2 separate regions of the Rattus norvegicus genome follow, and region 1 is linked to region 2. A link is a contact called in public Hi-C data. All regions are on one chromosome and are shown on one strand. Each heading gives the region's core, a stretch centred on a gene start, on an enhancer-like site or on the middle of the called end of the contact. The rest is flanking DNA. Distances are from core to core; before and after follow the strand shown. Region 1 overlaps Nxn (nucleoredoxin). Region 2 holds the start of Mrm3 (mitochondrial rRNA methyltransferase 3).

Region 1 (3,506 bases), core at 108-2,607, 63 kb before region 2:
TCCTCCTGACATAACTAGGTCAGGGCCCAGGTCATTCAGTAGTCCCTTAATGCACCCACCAACCTCCGCTCCCACCCCTACACACTATTCCCAAATGACCTTTCTCTAGTGCCATTGTCTGCTCTGTTGCTTGACACCTCTTTCCCTATGATGAACTTAAATACCAACCTCTTGGCGTGGACTTACGTTTCCCACCACCAAGCCTTCCTGGCTCTCCGCCCGCTCTCGCCTTTACACCCTATACTCAGCCTGCTGATCTGCTCCAGGGCTCCTGGCACATGCCACCCACTCTCGCACCTGTGTGTGAACAGATGGCAGTGCCATGAGGTTATGATGTAGTGAGTCGCCCTTCAGATGTCCCTTCTCTGTGAGACCTTCCTTCCACTGTGCGGTTGTCTCCTGGCTGCCACATTCATCATGACATCTGTAGTTTTGCTTTTTGTTTTGTGTTGTTATTGTTGGAAACAGGGCCTCACTGTGTCACCCAGGATAGCCTCAAACTCATAATCCTCCTGCCTCTGCTTCATAATGCTGGGGTTAAAGGTGTCCACTTTGCCCAGATTTATTTATTTATTTATTTATTTATTTATTTATTTATTTATTTCTCTCTCTCCCTCTCTCTTTCTTTCTTTTTACTTTTCTAAAAAGAAAAACTTAAAACCTGCATGTATCTTTAATCTCAGCACTCAGAAGGCAGAGGCAGGTGGATCTCTGTGAGTCTGAGACTAGTCTGGTCTACAGAGTAAGGTCTAGGACAGCCAAGGCTACACAGAAAAACCCTGTCTCAAAAACAAACAAACAAACAAACCAAAATAATCAAACAACAAAACCCCCTATATTTATTTATTGTTTTATGTGTGTTGTATTGTATGTATATGTACACACACATGCCACAGCACATGTGTGGAGGTCAGAGGACAACTTGCAGGCATCAGTTCTCTCTTTCTATTGTTCCAGTCCTAGGGTTAGAACTCAGGTAGTCAGATTTAGCAGCAAGCACCTTTAGCTGTTGAGCCTGCCCACTGGATCAGTTTTTGACATTTCTGTCTTTTACTGCAGACAGTGTCCCCAGGCTCCAGTTCAAGTTTTCTGGGCTAGGTCTAACCTTGTTTTCTAGTAATTTCTAACAACAATGCCACAAATTAGAGTCGAGGTGGATAGATCATACAACTCCTGCCTTGCCATCTCCCACAGCTCCCCTGCCCTTTCTGACAGTACCCTTTTCTACAGTCCTCAAAGTTTATAGCTCTCCAAATGCATGGGGCTCCCTGCTCAGACTCGGACACCTCCCCCTTCTCTTTCCTGCCTCCCAATCAAATCCAGCTCATTCCCGCAGAAGCAGATCAGATGTTGTGGCTTCCTTCTCGATTGCTCTGACTTGCAAGGAGTTTAATAATGAAAATAGACGGTGCCTCCGTAGCATGACTCATAAGCCCCAGACGTTGTTCTCGGCATTTCGGGAATATTAACTGATTCCTCTTGCATTATTACAGTATTATAGTGCTTACAATCTCCCAAGTCCTAATGGTTTATTCACACATTCTTCCCAACAGGCTCAGGGCTTCATAAGGGCGAGCCCAGTGCATCAGTTGTTTTATGACCCCAGCCTTTAAGCACAGAGCTTCACATGTAGATGGAAGCCAGAAATGGTGGGTAAAGCCAATTTTTAATACAGACCCTGGTCACCATGCCCTTGTTTAGCATTGAAAGAAGTGGTTCTGATTATGCAGAATATGCAGTGGGCTGGAGTTATCCCGTTCAAGTGAGGAACACAGGCATAATCAGCTGGCAGGAGGTGCCGCTGTAGGCCTAGGCAGTGAAATCGATTCCCGGGCCTAAGACGTAATGGCAGAAGACACAGCTCTTATTTCCTATACCCAAGGACCTTCTCTATGAAAGGAGAGATAGGCATGAAATATGTTTAGAGAATGGGACACGCGGTATGTGAGCGGTGGCCAGAATGAAAAGTCCTGAAGAACTAAACGAAGGTTGGATGGAATGCAGGTCTGGAGCCTGCTCGCCTGGTTTAGTGTCTCAGCGTTCACTGTCTGTCTGAGCCTCTCAACTCTTGTCCGAAGTTCCCCATCCCTATGAAGGCTGTTAACCCTGTGTTTGCCTGTTGATGTTTGATTTCCTCATGCTGCCTTCATAGTTTCACACAGACTGGCTTGCATTTAAAGCTTCCACTTGAGTTCTGTGACCCACTGGTGCAAAATAGTTGACTGTGCCCCAGGAAGAGGGGTTTCTGGGAATGCCATTTTACAGACAGTCAGTCAGAAGCACAGGTAAAGCAGTGTGGGGTTCTCAGATGGCATGAAGGGGGCAGTCAGTCATATTCATTTCTGTCTCTCTCCCCGTCTCTCATGGTTCAGTATCCTATCCAGGAGTGTTTGTCAGCAGAGCTGAAAGGCTACACCTCAATGCTGGAACTTTCTGCCATGCCTGGCTCTTCTGCTTGCAGCTGGTATTACTTCAGGCCTCCTTTGTTCTGTATTAGAACCACAGCTCGCAACTCATTCGCTCTCCCCCGCCCCCCCGGCACACATGGCATATAGAATTCCATGCATAACATACCTCTATGGGCATGTCCAGATCTTCACATTCCTCTCTCTCATACCCCCACCCCCAAATATCCCAGGAAATAGAGCAAACACTGCCACAGATGCTTTGAGGCTTGTTGCTCGGAAAGGCATTTACAAGCCTGGGGTTAGGATGGCTGGCCAGGCTGGGACACGATTCCAACTGAACCATTGCAGCATTCACTTTCCCCAATCTAAGAAGCTTCCCCAGAGCAAGTGCCTGCATTGGGATCTCTCCGAAAGGTCTACAGACTTCCCTTTAAGTGATGTGTCTTGCCCATCCTTTTCTCATCTCCTCATTCTGCTCTCTCGTGCTTGAGCTGCAGACGCCTGACAGGTGTGTACTCCTCCGGTGATGGTGGCTTATGTGTGGCTGTGAAGATAGCTGTGCTTAAAAATGAAAGCACATAGCCTGAGAAGGTTGTTCTCCAAACTGTTTCCTCTGAAGACCGAGGGGAGAGGAATCTGCATCCATTCGGCCCTCCCCATCCCACGATGTTCCTGCAGGATGATAATAAATAATTAAAGGGGAAACTAGTGAAGCTGCCTATGTGCATTTCCAAAATTGTGAGGAAATTCAAAAGTGCTCTTGGAATCACTCATGTACACAGGACCAGCCCTGGCTGAGAAGACTTCCCCATTGTTTCCCTGGTCTATTATTACTAAGCTGTCAGACTGGGATTAAGAAGTAATTGTGGGCAGAATGGACCAAAACTTCCAGAAGCTTAGTGATGCTTTTGAACCTTAGCACTGTTGACATTTTAAACCAGATGATTTTCACTGCAGGCCCCGTGCTTTGTTGAATGTTCCCCCGCACCCCTAATTTTGCCTACTACACGCCAGTAACAGCCCCATCTCCAGTTGTGGCAACAAGAAATTGCCCCAAACATCATCAGATGTCCCCTGGAAAGCAAAATCACTCCATCT
Region 2 (3,289 bases), core at 750-3,249:
TACTTGTGACCCCTTTACATTTCTGTCTTTGCTTCTGCTTTCCTTTCACCAAACTGTCTTGATGCTACAGCCTTTCTCCATTTTCCTGGGTTTTTGTTTTACTTAATGTGTAGGCTTAACCTAAATATTTAAACAATAGCCATATAGCTCTCCTTCACTACTTGTCTTAAAATTGAAAAAATACCCCCAGGAAACAAAGTCATCAAAATTCTCAACAGCCTTGCCTAGAAATACTACACTGAAGACATTGTCTGCAAGGGTTCATACTGAAGGAGTTATGGGGTAGTGAGGAACGTGTCATTTGTAAGGTCTCTTGCTGAGGGTCAGAATCTCGGCAAGTTTGAATGAGCACAGTAACACTTACCTCGTGACCCTTCTATCCTCAATCTAATCCAATACACACAAATCGGCTGGGGTGCTTGGGAAAAGTGAAAACACAAAGTGGCGTCCTTAATGAAAAATCCTCTCACTTAATAATCTCTACAAAACATCCTAAAGCACAGTTTTCAGGGCAGTATCTAGGGGGAAAGAGAGGAACTAGAAAGGCAGCTAAACGTGAACTTGTACCTGCTGCCATGCCTGAGATGGATGCCCGGGACTCACATAGCGGAGAGGGAAAACTGATTCTCACAGAGTGTCTTCTGACCCATGCATGGTTACGCACAAAATAAGTAAAGCTTTGTTCTGAGAAAGGGTTTCACTATTTGCTCTGGCTGTCCTGGAAGGCACTATGTAGACCAGGCTGGTCTCAAACTCACAGAGATCTGCCTGCCTCTGCCTTCCGAATCCTGGAATTTTAAAGGTTTGCATTACTCCTGGCTTATATAAACAAACAAACAAATGAAACAACAACAAAAAACTGGGCCTGGGTTTGTTTTGTTTTGTTTTCCATGTTTCCTTCTCAGCAGTAAGAAGTGCAAGCAGGAACGTGAGTAGTTATCCTCAGCTACATACAGAGTTTTAAGCCTGCCTGAACTACAATTGTCAAAAACAAGCAAAAGCCCCACAATTAAATATGAATGAGAAACTGAATCAGTTGCCAGTAAAAAAAAATACTATTAACCCGAGAAGTCCTATTTCATTTTAGACACTAGTCAATAACAATTTAAACTTGATTCAAATAAAATCTGTTACCTTAAGACAAGTATGAACAAGAAAGTCTAGGATACTACACTTGTATGAAACAGAAATTCTAGATATCGATACATCGTGTATCACTGACCCATTATTCCTTGTGGCGTTACCAGGTCCGACCAATCCTTGATATCCTCAAATTTCACCTTAATGAGGCTGACACCTTTCAGCTTATCTACTGGCAACTCCTTGATGTACTCCAGTCGGCTAAAAAAGAACATTTTTGGCACAGCTCCAGCCTTGAGAGCATCTGCAATCAGCCTGCGACCTTCCAGTAGGATCTTCCCTTGCTTTTCCCGAAAAGGCCTGGACTTAACTATTGTCATCACACTGCTGTGGGTGCAAACAGAGAGGGGATGGTTATCAACATTCTTGTCATGTAGGGATACATGTATTTCTAACAGACACGCAGAGCTTGGCGGAAACACAAGCCTCAAAGAAGGCATTTATTTTACACTGTAGAAACAGTAAGAATCAGAAGCTCCACAGTGAGGCAAGAAGGCTTACGGGAAGAGATGACAAGTGTAAAGAACACATCACCTTAGCCTCCTGTCCCCGGGACAGGCCTTATCGTAGCGAAGCCCTGCCTCTTCCCAGGTGTGAGGGGTCTGGGATGGGGATGTCTCAAGAGGTTGTTTCTGTTGCTGTCCCTGGGAACTGGCCTCAGGGACCGCCTTGCGGGGCTGCTTATCAGGAGCACGCTTCCGTTCCTCCACCTGTCCCGAGGGAAACAACACTCTCACCGGGCTTCGCCGCAGCGCCCGGACCCAGCGCCGAGCGTCGAGGTCCCGAGTCTGGACCACCCGCAGCAATGGTCCCAGGGAATACCACATGCCCTTCGCCGGCGCTGCCATCTTTGCTCTGGAGGTATCATCGGAGTGCGCGGTCGCGTGCTAGTGACGTCACTCGACGGTCTTCCTGGTCCTGTGGGCGGGGTGGCCTTCTGTCTGGGACTCGGTTTTCGTGGTGGAAGTCATGGTCACTCGTCGAGCTCTGCATTTCGTTTTCAAAGTGGGGAACCGCTTCCAGACGGTGCATTTCTTTCGAGATGTCCTGGGGATGCAGGTGCAGACTGGGGCCGAGCGGGGCTGGCGCGAGACTTCAATGCGCGGCCGGGCCGCACCTGGGGAGGGAGGACGCCTTGGGCGTGAGGCCACCTCAGCCGCCGGGCCCTGGAGTCCGGGTCGCTACGCCGGCGTTTTCAGCTTTTGCGAGCCCCCCGCTTTCGGGTTGGGAAGGCTTTGAGAGGGGGCTGACCTACCAGATGAATTATCTACGCACGTTCACCTACCGCCCTTCACAAATATTTGTTACACTTCTAGCCTGGGGAGCCTGCAATGGAGGAGCATGGATAGGCAAAACGTTATAAAAGCCTCTTCCAACTGACGACAAAGCGGTCCCCTGGTTCGAAACGTTTGGATGTGATCAGCAAATTTCGTCCTCCATCAGGGCTACGGATTTAAAGTTTAGGCTGTGGGAGGGGAATCCATGGCCTTTCGCATGCCAAACAAGCACTCCACTATCGCATTAGTTGAACAAGCCCTGTCAGGACAAGTTGGAACGGTCTCCTTCGTAGGTACTCAGGCTCTCTGTGTAAATCTGTGGCTCTCCTCTAAGCAGCCCAGATTTAAGTATGAGATCAGAATCAAGTTGCTTTCCTAGTACCTGGAAACAGTTTGAGAAACTGTGATTCTAAGGGGGTCACTTAGCTGAAAGTGCAGCAGAGGTTTATTGAGGTGCTCCTAGTCATCCAGGGAGGTAGGGAACACACCACTGCAGATTTTTTTTTTTTTTTTTTTTACAGACTTGTAGCAGTCCAAATCCAGCTTAGTTAGAGATGGTACAGAAGGAAAGGAGTGTAAAGGGAGTTGCACAAGTCAGTCAACACAAATTAATTAGTCAGAAATATCTGCTGTAGTAGGGGCTGGAGAGATGGCTCAACCTTTAAGAATGATTGCCCTTCTTCCAGAGGGTGTGAGATGGGTTCCCGATGTTGAGTGGCTCCCAACCATCTGTGAATCGAACTCCAGGGGAATCTGACTTGTGGCAGGCATGCGAGCGCGCGCGCGCGCACACGCACGCACACACACACACACACACCTGCTGTTTGAAGTTACCATGCTAAGGTTAGGTAACAAGCACAAATGACTCTGGT

What was found. Hi-C and Micro-C count contacts between places; a contact is called where the count stands out from the background.
Region 1: a Hi-C map of the Rat2 cell line shows a contact between it and region 2, with 2.3 times the contacts expected there. The contact joins the enhancer-like site here to the promoter of Mrm3 in region 2. A contact is called at or near these places in 8 of 12 Hi-C or Micro-C datasets (the A7r5 cell line, the Rat2 cell line, Schwann cells and 5 more).

Annotation. Positions count from the first base shown.
Region 1 is chr10:61,655,267-61,658,772 of GRCr8, reverse strand. All of the region lies in intron 1 of Nxn (nucleoredoxin), which reads left to right. Among named protein-coding and RNA genes, the nearest start is that of Mrm3, 63 kb to the right of the region's middle. Within about 2 kb of position 1,357, at least 10 of the 93 cell types and tissues checked have an H3K27ac peak or open chromatin away from gene starts, as enhancers often do. A contact at or near this core is called in the A7r5 cell line and Schwann cells, where this site is marked.
Region 2 is chr10:61,592,897-61,596,185 of GRCr8, reverse strand. Mrm3 (mitochondrial rRNA methyltransferase 3) reads right to left here and starts at 1,999. Exons shown (of 4, transcript NM_001108282.1): 1 at 1,675-1,999; 2 at 1,223-1,467. The coding sequence starts at 1,988. It overlaps Glod4 (glyoxalase domain containing 4), which reads left to right and starts at 2,075. Exons shown (of 9, transcript NM_001014227.1): 1 at 2,075-2,199. The coding sequence starts at 2,110.